2 separate regions of the Rattus norvegicus genome follow, and region 1 is linked to region 2. A link is a contact called in public Hi-C data. All regions are on one chromosome and are shown on one strand. The core of a region is the stretch at or near the end of the contact, and the rest is flanking DNA. Distances in the headings are between cores, read along the strand shown.

Evidence for each region. Hi-C and Micro-C count contacts between places; a contact is called where the count stands out from the background.
Region 1: a contact with region 2 is called in a Hi-C map of hepatocytes, with 2.1 times the contacts expected there. The contact joins two enhancer-like sites. A contact is called at or near these places in 6 of 12 Hi-C or Micro-C datasets (the A7r5 cell line, the Rat2 cell line, Schwann cells and 3 more).

Annotation. Positions count from the first base shown.
Region 1 is chr2:37,678,587-37,681,286 of GRCr8, forward strand. All of the region lies in intron 10 of Cwc27 (CWC27 spliceosome associated cyclophilin), which reads right to left. Among named protein-coding and RNA genes, the nearest start is that of Cwc27, 29 kb to the right of the region's middle. Within about 2 kb of position 1,310, at least 7 of the 93 cell types and tissues checked have an H3K27ac peak or open chromatin away from gene starts, as enhancers often do.
Region 2 is chr2:37,548,656-37,551,355 of GRCr8, forward strand. All of the region lies in intron 11 of Cwc27 (CWC27 spliceosome associated cyclophilin), which reads right to left. Among named protein-coding and RNA genes, the nearest start is that of Cwc27, 160 kb to the right of the region's middle. Within about 2 kb of position 1,301, at least 1 of the 93 cell types and tissues checked has an H3K27ac peak or open chromatin away from gene starts, as enhancers often do.

The sequences.
Region 1 (2,700 bases), core at 60-2,559, 130 kb after region 2:
TGCTGAGAACAGAACATTCTGAAGCTGGATCGTGAGACCTTAAGTGTGGGAGGTCCACACTGAAGTTTCGTGTAGCTGGTGAGGTGACTGATGACAGAAGCAAGAGCATGAGTGTGTGAGGGAGGACCAAGTGAGCAAACTCTTTTACCAGCATCCAATGCTAAGATAGATACCTAACCCATCCTTGAATAATCACACTAATTAGTGTGACTGTCCTCGGGCCCTAACGATCTCTAATCGTTAAGAGCCCATCTCTAATACTGCTACAAGTGAACTCTGGAGAAGCATCCAAACAACACCAATTAGAGAGTGAGCTTCTGCAGACAGAAAACATTTCTCCTGTATCTTTATGTTTCATAACAGCTCTTACATATGCAGATATTATTAAAAGCAGGACCGAGTTAGACCTTCATATCTGCGTCCAACCAAAATGTTTGCTGAAAACACATTTAGACCACTATTACTTCAGACCAAAGAAATAATTACAAGTCTTATATGTAGACTAATTATCCAGAATTTAAGCCAGGTATTTCTGTTTCTTTCCCTCTTTCCACTCCCTGCCTCATTCCACAGCACTAGGGTAAGAGGAGGAAGCGCCCTCCGACTGCTCGGTTCCATCCTGGCCTGTAAGGTACTGAGATCATGGTGGGGACATCTGGAAGCCACACTTCAGGAGCTCTAAGTTTACTTGCTAGAATGCACACGTGATTTGAGCTTTTAAATTTTACTATGCTTTAAAAATTATATTGTCATTTTTTTAATGTGTTACCTTTATTTTTTGAAATGTAATTACCAGGTTACCTTTTTTAATTTGTAAAGGAAAGAAAACCACTTATATACCATGGAAAACTTAACTTTCTAAGTGTGATTTCAATCAAAAGTAGCCCATCTCTCTGATATGTGTATCTATTCACACAACCTTAAAGTCTGCGGAACATTTTCCTGAGAGGGCTAGAATTCCTACAGGGGAAATCACTCAAACTTCCACGAGACATCCTAGTCAAACATTGTAAACTCAACAGAGGAATATGAAAGGGACTAAATTTAGTGTTAGCTTATTTTTCATCCAGCCCTCAGGAGTTATGAATATATCACTTTTGACTTTATGTTAATATGTTTCATAATTTAAAGCTTAACCAATTCATAAGGTCTTCTTCCTCAACTTTAATACTTGTGTCTTACTACTTGGTACTGCTCCTGCAGAACAGAAACTACACCGTGAAAGGCAGTGATTTCGTATGACTGCAATCGTTACAACAAATGGTATCTGACTGGTCTCTCCCTCCATCTGATGCTAATGTTTAACTAGCTATTTTGAATCAGTACACGGATGCAGGAAATAAAAAGCAGGGCAGGAAACTCAATTGGCTTTTACATGACTAACTTGTAGCCACTGAGTGCCACCTACAGGCAAACACAACTCATTACATTAAGCTTTAGGCTAAAACTTTCCACTTCCAGAGATACTCAACCAGCTTGGGTTGACAGGAGGGAAAGTGAACATTTTAAGCCTTTATCCAGCCTTGGGCACACATGAGGAGAAATGGGGTTTAAGTTTTTATGAGCCTATACCAAGAATTCTGACGAGCTCATTTCATCATAGAGCCTCTTCAGAGATGGGAGGGAGTGAAGGGCATGGACAGAACCTTTGAGTGAAGAGAGAAGTAGTTAGAAATAAATGTTTGCTTCATATTTCTAGGAACATTTATCAATTACTTTACAGAAAAGATTAAAATCAACTAATATTCATAATGCTTATATTTATTCAAAACTTAATAATAAACATTTGTTTTAAATGACCTCTACAAATACAGAAGTCAGAGGACAACTTTTGGGCATCAGTTTTCTCCTTCTGCCATGTGAAGTTCTTACCTTAAATTTAAAAGCACTTTTAGAGAATTAATTTTCCTAAATTTACTTTCCTTAGAGGGCTTACAAGTACTTCAATAAAGGTTTTATTCCTAATACTGTGAATGTACAAAGTACTCATAAACGTAGTGATTTAGGATTTAAAGTGTGCTAACAGTATGTCAAAAGTAAACTTTCACTAGACATTGTCTAGGATGCAAGTATCTAAGAAGTCACATAAGAACTAGGCCTCAGACGACAGGACAGACATGCCTCTGACTCACACTTCTCCCCTTAAGAGTCCAGAACCCCTTTAGGTAGCCACCACCTCTCACGCTCAGACACTGATAAATGTCTGTTAGTCTCCTCTCCTCTCTCCTTACCAAATATTAGTGGCTCTCCAATGTCCGATCCTGCATGCCTAAACCCCAAGATGATGCTGTGTGGTGACTAAGCTTTGGGGAGGTAACGTAGGCTCGAAGATGAAATCAGCACAAAGCAAACTGGTTAGCACTCTGCCTTTGACTGTACCGTCTACAAACCATGACCAGCAGGGTCTGTTAAACTGGTTAGCACTCTGCCTTTGACTGTACCGTCTACAAACCATGACCAGCAGGGTCTGTTAAACTGGTTAGCACTCTGCCTTTGGCTGTACCGTCTACAAACCACGACCAGCAGTGTCTGTTTAAGTCAGAGCTTTCACCAGTCTCTTTAGCTGCCACAGACTACCATCTGTCAACCAGTCTCCTCATTAACTATAGTCTCAGTTCATTATTCACCATCAAGATCATATCCTACACTAGCCACTCATGTCATGTTTGCGCAACATGACCACACCACAAATGACAATTC
Region 2 (2,700 bases), core at 51-2,550:
TTAGCTAGCTCCCTATGAGACAAAGGCAGTCCAGGTTCTTGACAGGGCTCAGGGAGCATCACCAGAACCATGCCCTCACACCTTGAGTACCAGAGCCAGACAGCAAGCAGAGACCTCTTTCAGTCTAAGTTCTAAGCTTATAGATGATGCAACTAAGTGCTAAGTGAGTAAAGTTACTCAGTGTTCCATGGGAGTCACAGCCTCGACTTATGACCCAACTATAATAAGAGGAGAGAAATACTATCGTTTTTACCTGTTACAGAGAACGTCCTTATCCCTCTCTCTATAAACTAGTGAGTAAATGTAACCTTCTTTTCCATTTGAATTTCTTGTCTACCTAGCAAATAAACTCATGCTATCAACCTATAAACTTCATTCTAGAGATAAAAGAGTTTATATCTTCTATGGCTCTGGGACCAGAACTCAAGGAGCTAGCAGCTCTGTCCACAAGTAACAAACACATACATTAAACAAAGCAAGCAAGCAATGGCTTATATATGCTGGAAGCCTACTTACAGAATGGTTTTAAGTGGCTCTGGATCCATCACCTCAAAGAATATTTTGTTAAATTTCCATAATAAATAAACCCTTTTTGTAACTGAAGGTGATACAATAACACTAGTAAACATATTTGAATAGCCAAAGGGACAGAGTCCACTAATGTGTAACTGTGTTTATCATATAGTCTGGAAATGACAAAATATTTTTCATCAAAATTTTAATTTATCAGAACTTAAATCCAGGAAGAGTGTCACACTTAAAAATAAGTAACATGATAATAAACATTTAAAGTAAATACTTACTATGTGCCAAACACTAGTAAGTGAATTACAACCAACAACTGTATAAAAAAAGGCATGCTATTAATCCCATTTTGTTGATTGGTACATTAAGGTAACAAAGGGTTAAATCATGTATCTCATAGATGGATGGGAGTGCAGTATATTACAGCTATGTACTCTGGCTCCAAAATAATGAACTTTTAAATATCTTAGTTGTTAGAGAAAGAGAGAAACAAAAAGAAAAGGAAAGTTGTAATTGAACATGCCAAGGCATGAGGTAACACAACCATATCCAGTAAATAAAATGGATATAAAAAGAGGCCCCATACTCCCCTCTAGTTTCAAAGATATGGCTGCATGGACAGTGAATGAGTACAAGAGGGTGCCACATAGTAGGTTTCCTCAAATGATTCCTGTCCGCAAACCCTTTTCACGGTTGTTCCTACATTGCCCCTAATCTCAGCTCCCCTGTGCTCACACCTTTAACACAGACCGTAAGTCCAAGGGGCACAGTATGATAACTGCTTTTGTCTGGAGCGTTTCAGGTGTAAATTCACAGCCTGTCCCTAGCCTTGCATAGGCCTTGTATTGTATTATGTGGACAGTAAACAGTAATAGCAACAGGGACAAATGATCATTTGAAGGTATCAAATTACAACAATGTCTACAGTCATCTTTCCTTTTGCTGGACAGAATGGGTCTTTGAGGACTGTTCAAGGTCCTAGAGTCCCAGAATATATAGACTTTTTCAATAGGCAGTTGATTAATTATATCGAGTTATAAGGATATATCTATCAGATTTATGACTCTTGTTAAATTGATAGTCAACTTGAAGCAGTTATCACTGATAAATGCCTATGGCACCAGGTCTTGTGGGTACAAACTGCAGGAGTTGCAACCATTCACCATCTTCACCTTCTCCCTTAGGAAGCTGCTGGGAACAAAAGACACAGTTCTCCCACCCGGCCACACGCCCTTTCTTTTGAAATCTGTCATGGCAATAATTATAATAGAAAGTGTCTGTGATATCTAAATGACTGTACAATGCAATCCACAATTTACCATTTTTCATAAAAAGTCACATAATATTTATCACACAACCACAATATAAATCCTTACTTTGTCTAAAGGATACATGTCAGGATTATGATAAAAATAATTGAATAAGAAGTAGTATCTTCTATATATACACAAACATTCACAAAAACTAGACAGAGAAACCTAAAATGTTTACTTTATTATGAGTAAAACTTCATTTTGGCAATTTCCAGAGCCTGGGATTTTTTGTCTTCATTTTTTGGAGCACCATCCAGGGTATTTTTATGTAAAAATAAAATAATACTGGCTCCATCTGGTGGTCAATAAGCCTCCAGTTTCATAAAATTCAGTCAAAGTGTTCAGGGGTTACTAAAATTGTATCTCAGAGTTGAGAGTAACCAAGTTGAATCCCATCTTACTTAGATAGAAGTGTTATTTTTTTTCCTCTATACTTAGCCTCATAGCTTCATATTACTAAGGGGTTTACGGTAATTCTTAAATAACACAGAATGTTTTTCCTGTGTTTTTCTTTCAGCTAATCTGAGAAATGTGTAGGATAGCAAGTTTCTGGGAACAATACAGTTAAAATTTACCCTGATTCTTAGATTGGATTCCAACTGGACTATAAAGTATAAAAATACCCACTGACTCCAGCTGCATTTCCCATCAGACACTTGCACAACAGTAGCCTGTGGGAGGGAGCTCAGATCTAGGCGTTCTGTGCATCTACGTTATATTAAAGCCTCATCTTGGTTTTTAAATGATGTGTCAGAGGACTGTTTGCAGAGCAACATGAAACATCAGTGTTAATAGTTGTTAGGACTCTGCTAATTTTACAGATGGAGAAAACGAAGTTCAAAGAAGTCAAATGCACTAAATT